Regions from separate parts of the Salmo salar genome. Here region 1 is linked to region 2. Evidence: chromatin contacts called from public Hi-C data. All regions are on one chromosome and are shown on one strand. The core of a region is the stretch at or near the end of the contact, and the rest is flanking DNA. Distances in the headings are between cores, read along the strand shown.

What was found. Hi-C and Micro-C count contacts between places; a contact is called where the count stands out from the background.
Region 1: a Hi-C map of blood shows a contact between it and region 2, with 2.0 times the contacts expected there. The contact joins the enhancer-like site here to the promoter of LOC106587256 in region 2. A contact is called at or near these places in 2 of 3 Hi-C or Micro-C datasets (blood and gill).

What each region holds. Positions count from the first base shown.
Region 1 is chrssa26:15,734,861-15,738,892 of Ssal_v3.1, reverse strand. The region is part of intron 2 of LOC106587256 (ankyrin repeat domain-containing protein 11); the gene reads right to left. Among protein-coding and RNA genes, the nearest start is that of LOC106587256, 51 kb to the right of the region's middle. Within about 2 kb of position 2,347, at least 2 of the 13 cell types and tissues checked have an H3K27ac peak or open chromatin away from gene starts, as enhancers often do.
Region 2 is chrssa26:15,682,754-15,686,898 of Ssal_v3.1, reverse strand. It overlaps LOC106587256 (ankyrin repeat domain-containing protein 11), which reads right to left and starts at 1,462. Exons shown (of 14, transcript XM_014175493.2): 1 at 1,007-1,462. LOC106587257 (paraplegin-like) reads left to right here and starts at 3,856. Exons shown (of 17, transcript XM_014175494.2): 1 at 3,856-4,145.

The DNA of each region.
Region 1 (4,032 bases), core at 1,098-3,597, 51 kb before region 2:
AAGTTCCTTATCTCAGAGCAGCTCAGATGAGTTTCCTCTGCCATAAACGAGGTTCACAGGTGCGAGGCCCAGGACCCTCAGCTCCTCTCCTCCCTCCCTCTCCGTCTACAGAAAGGAGAAATGCCCCCACACCAGATCCTGTTTCCCCGAACAACCCCCTTCGTATCCTCCCTCCTGCAGAATCCGGAGCCCAGACCACAGATCGGTGAGAGAGATGAGGAGCACAGCAATAAATCTGGCTGATGCAATCTAATGGAACATTGTATTAGGGCGGGCTCAGTGCTCTGCTCGGTAAATAATGGAGTTCTTGCAGCCAGGAGAGATAATGCTCCCACCCAGGGGAGAGAGAAAGCCTCAGGAACACTATTATGAGTTTCAATGGAAACTCAAAACAGGCAGGCGCTCCTGGATGGCTGGAGGCTGGCTCAGTCACGTCTGTACTGTTTGCTCACCACTGATACAGCCACTGATACAGGTCAGGACCAGGAATGAAGGATACACTAATGTAAACTAATGTAACTAACAGAGAAAACCCTTGAAGAAATAGGTCTTACATGCAGACCAGGCCGCCCACGTTGCAAAATAAAATGTACACATATGCTATTCAATCATTTCATCCAAACTGCTCGCGAGCCTCTGTAGTCAGGCGCTAAAATTGAAATGCGCTATATTTAAGACGCTTGAAGCGCCACAAGTGCCGCCTCATTGATTTTAGGAGCATATAACCACGTGGGTGATTGAAAGATGAACGAGGTCCACATTCCAGTCCAGTTGGTGGCGGTTCTGCACCTTAAAAGGGTGTTTGCCAACCGCCACAGAAAATCCACAAAAAAAGAATGTGGATTAATTGTAGGAATAGAGAAGACACGATTTTGTATGACTCAAAATAGGTCAAAATTCTAGAAATAAACGGGCAAAAAAGACCATACGCATTTCAGCTATAAAAAAAAAAGTTTCTCCTAGGATAAATTAGCTAGCAACAGCAAGCTAGCAAAATGTCCATGAATGTTCCATGTGTTTTTCAACCTGTCCCCAATTTCATATGTACTTACATACTTACTGACTTTGTCCCTATGGGTAAATTTTGTTGCAGTGTCATGTACACGTTTAAAGTGGCGTTTAAATACAAAACAAAATTGACAATACAACTTTCATAACAGTTACATACCAATAAAAAAAGACAACTAATATTGTTGGTTCACCGTTGGTTTTGCCATTTGAACCTGTACGTCATGAACGCGTCTGGCGCAGAAAGGCAAAATCAACATGCGCATGATGGCTGAGTCAGTTTGGTCAGGATGTTAGTATACAGGCCTATACCCAGAGAGAGAGATCATCAACAGTTGAACAACTGATGTAATTGAAGAGCTGCAGACAGATCTCACATACAGTGCATTCGGAAAGTATTCAGACCCACCTTCCAACAGGACAACGACCCTAAGCACACAGCCAAAACAACACAGGAGTGGCTTCGGGACAAGTCTCTGAATGTCCTTGAGTGGCCCAGCCAGAGCCCAGACTTGAACCAGATCGAACATCTCTGGAGAGATCTGAAAAAAGATTTGCAGCGACGCTCACTATCCAACCTGACAGAGCTTGAGATTATCTGCAGAGAAGAATGGGAGAAACTCCCCAAGCTTGTAGTGTCATACCCAAGAAGACTCGAGGATGTAATAGCTGCCAAAAGTGTTACAGCAAAGTACTGAGTAAACGGTCTGAATACTTAAGTAAATGTGACAGTTTTTGATTTGTCATTATGACGTAGTGCGTGTAGATTGATGAGGGGAAAAAAACAATTGAATCCATTTTAGAATAAGGCTGTAAGGTAACAAAATGTGGAAAAAGTCAAGGGGTGTGAACACTTATTGAATGCATTGTATCTACACTTAACATATAAACAACCTCCAAACTACAGCAGTACTCAAGCTATGTGGGTGATTATCTCAACCTGCCGTGATTGGCAGTCCCATAGGGCGGTGCACTATTGGGGTAGGCCGTCCTTGTAAATAACAATTTGTTCTTAACTGACTTGCCTAGTTAATAAAAGGTTAAATGAAAAACAAATGATTCTATGTAGAGCAATTACACAGGAAGCACATAAACCACATTTTTCTTCCAGAGGAGAGAAAGAGAGAAGGAAAAACACATGGAATTAAAATATGATAATTGACGTACTATTTCAGTCCAGAATATATCAGCTATTCCTGTGTTGTGAGTGACTCCTGGGACTACCATGACAAACAAGGCGAATGTGGAGTACTCTGAACCCAGAGGGACCTGCCATTTTGACAGGAACACATTCCTGGCTGAGGGAAATAGGAAGAGCTGGTCAAAGAGCTGCTTGAGAAGCAGAGGGGAAGTTGTTGCTGCTGCAACAACAAAACATGGTAGTTTCCCCAACAACGCAACACTCAAAATGACCTTGCACAACTGTTACAAATAGCCTACTGAATAATAAAGCACATGATGCGCTGGATGAAATGAGGGTGAGTTTATATAATTTAGACTAAAATAAATAATTCCTCGTGGGCCATGTCTACGGCAAAGGAGTCCAAATGAGGTAAACAGAAACTTGGTATTTGGCAATGCCACTCCGTATCCTTGAAGAATGCGAGACTTAATAAGGAAAGTTAATTTCAATTAATGTTGTAGTTTTGCTTAGCTAGAATACTGCTGTAGCAGTATAACGAGAACTACAGCACAATACTCTGAAGCCCAGAATCCATCAGGAGAAGCAGGGCTGCCACTGGAGAGAATCCAGACCATTCCTTCAGAACCTCTGGCATGAAAAACACACACACACACACACACACACATGCAATCCCCTCTCTCCCCTTCACTGCTTCTTTCAGAGTGGAAGTCCAAATTCCTAGCTTCACTAAGTCCAAGTCAAACACAAGAGGCGGTGACAAGGGTAGCGAACCATGTCCAAGACAGACACTGTAGGTTCCTGGCAGGCACCATTGCATGGAAGCAGACAACATAATCTGAAAAGTAAACCACACCAAAACCCCTTCAATCTGGGGCTAATGTGAGGCCCTCTGTCCTCTGGGTTCTGGACCGGAGGCTGGGCGAGAGCCATTTATTTAGGCCCTATAGCAATGGGCTCCATGGTCCAAGTGTTCCATCTCATCAGTCACACCATGCATCATCAACAGCTCCAGCCATCACCGTTCCAATCCAGACCTCAAATGAACAGAGACCAAGAGCTGCTTTCTGTTCCCCAAACAATAACAGAATGAGAGGGGGACATAAAGCCTCCCTGGCGATCATTGGGAGGTCATTAAGTCTTAGCCAGAGGTCACCAGAAAAGCCACTTTTGTCCAGAGAGCCTTGAGAAGTGAAATGAGAACAAAAGCAGGACAATGGGAGAGAGGAGAGAGCCCCCCTACTGCCCTGCATCAGGTTGGGTCAGGTTGAATAATGCACAGCCTCCCCTCCCCAACAAACAAAAAGGAGAAGCCAAGCCTAAACAGCCCAGAGGACGCCGTGGATGGCCAAAAGGGTGAGGTTGGGGCCTCAGGGGGGGCCTATAGCGTGGCCCTTTGTTAAGAAGTAGCAAGAGATTGTATCACCGACTATAGCTTACTCAAAGATTAAACCATGGATGAAATGACTGTTTGGCTGCTATTCTCTTCACTAATAAGTAAAGCTAGTATTCATTACAGAACCAGAAAGAGCTGCTGCCAGATAACAGCATTGGTCAAATGGCAGTGCAACAGATGGAGACTATCTGGAAAGGGAACAAAATCTAAGACACAACCTTGAATTCCCTGAAAGAGAAAAGTGGATCCAACTAGCTTTCCAAGCAGTGGACACCTACAGACAGAGCAACACACTAGGGCTTCTCCAAAAGAGAAAGATTAATATGCATGTGATGAAACCTGCTTCCCACCTTGTAATCTCCTCAGGTTCCCACTTGCAGGGTGCAGGTCGTCACAGAGCCTGCCTCCTCATCAATTACCCTGGAGTTTGTATCGATCCTCCCAGGGGGGCTTCTATTTAAAGCACTGGGGCCAGGAGGGAGAGGGA
Region 2 (4,145 bases), core at 213-2,712:
ACTGCACCAAAACGTTATCAACCACAGTCTACTCCAAGTAGAGTGGTCGTTTGTTAGGAACCTTGCCCTTCTTTTCATGCTCTCCCACAACCAGAAGTCAAAGCCTTACTGTTGTGACTTCTTGTTGACTTGAAATATTCATACCCTTCCACAGCCACTCAAATGATAGAGCCTGTCAAGCAATGGTTTTGGCACTAATATGAAAACACTGCACACCTGTGTTACTTTAATGACAACCATAATGATGTGCTTGTTAGGACAGAGTAAATGACACATTTCACAGTAACTGTGTTAATACATTACAGTAAAATATTCGAATCAAAGTACCAATCCTGGATCCATGGACCATGAGTCGACCAGGAAAACACGTTGCCAAATCGAGAAGTCAAGCAACTTTGGAGAGCACTAACGTTCATTTATTATGAGGCACGTCTTAGTTGATCTCACCACTGCATTACACATCAACATAACCAATTATTTCATCCCATCTCAGTGTCTTTTTCCAAAAAGAAATAAACAGATGAGTTGTATGAAATAACGTCACTGGCAGTGATGCAATATCCCCTTGAAGATGGTGTTATTCTTTTTTCTTCTTTTTTTACAAAATACATCAATCGTCGAAGAGAAGTGTAGGCTATTACATGGATGGCACTGAAGCCATTCAAATACATGTGAGTATATCCCAACTACCTATGCAACTACATATCTAGCTATAACATTAACAGCCTATGTAGGTCAACAAACGACTCGCAGGCTAGTTAGGTAGTATGCCACACTTCTCGCCTAAATTAAGTCCTTACCTGTCATCTTACTAGTTAAACGCGTACGCAGTTAGAATGCTGGGTGGGGGGGGGGGGTCATCTAGCTTCATAACACATTTCTTCGACTCGAGCATTAAACCATGTTATCTAGTTAGCTTAACAGCTAAGGCTAACGGTATAACTAGCTAGCATATCGAGTAACGTTATTCGCAGCTAGCTAGCCAACTAATGTTATTGTGTCTTACCTTCAACAGAATCCGAGTTACGTCGACAAGCTTATCCCCGATATTCCTGTCCGATGCTTGTTTTTCCCATTTGAGGCCCTCTGGTTCAGCAATCTGCCGTCCGTAGACATCCGAGAAATGCTGCAAACATCTCAGTTGAAAATCAGACTATTGGAAGCTAACGTTAGCAAGCCAGGCTAGCTAGTATTTCTAGGCTAGTGCTAACTAGCTTGCTAATTCCTGAACACCAACAACCGACAGAGAAAGCTTCAAATCTCCTCGAAAACGTCCTTGTACACTTTTTATTTTGTCACCGTGGTCTGAATTGAAGATTTGTATGCTCAGTAATCAAAACTGGAGCATTGAAAGGTAAACTTAAAGTAGCTAAAAACGATATTTTGTTTCGGCTTAATCTTCTTTAACGACCCCTTGCAAACTGTTTCCAGACGGGCTTTGGCTTTGATATGCGTCTGAAGGAAAGAGAAAGAGGCCAAATGAAACAGTGATTGTGATTGGCTCTTGAATGTGGGCGGGTACTATTTGTGCACCGATGAAACCGGCGCCATTATGGATCAAATCAAAGTACTAAATCTACATTGATACAATAATATGAAGGCGCGAACATGGTTGACCGAGTACTTCAGTTTCCATGGTTGGGGACCCATCTCCATTATACAGTTGGGAGAGCAAGCAAAGGAAATGGAGTACGAAGGTTGGGTGCACTTGACTTACCTCGCCCATCGTGATGGAGTGAGACACCTCATATCGTATTATTATCATTCACCTGAACAAACATATTATTGCATACTTGAATCTTATCGTAGTCCTACTCATGATGTCAGTTATAACCAAAGCACCTTTACAGGTAACTAGCACCCTAGTCTGACCCAAATGTCCAGATCACAGGTAGGACAGGTCTGAATAGCCTATTTCACTTCCAAAACACTCTTTCTCAGTGCGATCATCAATACATGATTTCTTACCGTTGACAACTACAGTCTCAATATCGTAATGTTGTTGATGATGATGATCTCTGCACACTTTGAAAGTGAGACGGGTTTGGGTTGTTTGGTAATGCATATCGATTGCACCCATTGAAGAGCGTCCTCTGCTGGGCGACAACATGACATGCACGGAGATGTAAGAAGCGCTATCATTGGTTAAGATAAAAAAATATATATTGAATCTATTTCCTCATTGGCTTATTTAAATGTTCGTCACGGTGATAGGATGGGCCTTTATTTTCTTTCAAAACATGATTTGTTTTTAGGTCCTCTACCATATTAAATGGACATACACGTTGTACTGCATGCTTTTAGGATAACTTTTTTTTATGTGACATGCTTCGTAAACAACAGGTGTGGACTAACAGTGAAATGCTTACTTACGGGCCCTTCCCAACAATGCAGAGAGAAAGAAAATATAAAAATAATTGTAAATAGTAAAGTAAAACACATAATAATATTAGATACACAATAAGTAACAATAACTTGGCTATATAGAAGAGGTACCAGTACCGAGTCCATGTGCAGGGGTACAAGGTAATTGAGGTAGATATGTACATATAACTAGAAATAAAGTGACAGATAATAGACAATAGCAGCAGTGTATGTGATCAAAAAAGTTTATGCAAAATAGGTAAATGCAAATATTTGGTTAACTATTTAACTAATCTGTACCTCTATATGGTTAACTATTTAACTAATCGTTACCGTTTGCCATGCGGTAGCAGGAGAGAACAGCCTATGACTTGGGTGGCTGCAGTCTTTGACAATTTTCATGCTTTCCTCTGACACCACCTAGTGTAGAGGTCCTTGTAGACTATACCAAAAATGATATACTCTGTGGTACAAGACTGAAGTAGAGCAGTTTGGGTGCTTCCTTGGTGTCCACATCACTAAGGATCTATCATGGTCCAAACACACCAACACAATTGTGAAGTGGTCACGACAACACCTCTTCCCTCAGGAGGCTGAAAATAATTTGCAATGGGCCTTTCAGATCCTCAAAAAGTTCCATAGCTGCACCTTGACTGGCTGCATCACTGCTTGGAATGGCAACTGCTTGGAATCTGACTGCAAGGTGTTACAGAGGGTAGTGCGTGTGGCCCAGTACAACACTGGAGTCAAGCTCCCTGACATCAAGGACGCAGCTATGGAACTTTTTGAGGATCTGAAAGGCCCATTGCAAATTATTTTCAGCCTCCTGAGGGAAGAGGTGTTGTCGTGACCACTTCACAATTGTGTTGGTGTGTTTGGACCATGATATATCCTTAGTGATGTGGACACCAAGGAAGCACCCAAACTGCTCTACTTCAGTCTTGTACCACAGAGTATATCATTTTTGGTATAGTCTACCAGGCAATTTAAAAAATTTTTAACCTTTATTTAAAGGTCAGATTTTGTCTGGTATTTCTTAGGCAGGGCAGCTTTTACAATCACAATGTCATACACAAACCTTTAGGAACAAGAAAACAACAACAAAACTCTCAAAGCTGTTTCACCATGATCTTACTGATAAAAGTATTAGAAATTTTATTTATTTCTAAATATAAACACAATGAATGCTCGATGCCATAGCTACCTCTGGTGGCTACTTTTGTAACTACAGCAGAGAAGTCCATAGAGACATTATTTAGCATACACAAGAGGCAGATACAGTAAAATACAATGATGTATCAGCGCACAAACACATTGTCAATAATAAGTGTATTTTTGTATTTTATTACAGTTAGCATCTATTCTTTGTGCCATTTTTATCTCAAGGAACGTGTTTGCGGGATGTGAAAATCCTGCGCAGGTAGAGCGCTCATGAAGCAATATCGTGACGTAACCCGATAAGGGTCAAAGGGCCGTTCAGTACTGAATATTTTATTTGATGTACTGTAGCTACTGTAACTGTGAGCAACAGGAAAAGGTCCTAGTCTAATATTAGTTTATTGACAATAAATTATATATTTTCCGCAAATTGAAAGTTATGTCTATCTCAGCGTGAACATAGAATCAAATCAGATATATAGATACTCTTTGGTCAAGGGATACGTATCTCTTGGGGTTAAAGTTCGGGGTTCAGCAAACACTTTTTAAATGTGTCAGGATATCTATGTGCTTATTTGCTCTCGTGGTCAGCCTAACAAGGAATTGGAATACCTATTTAATTC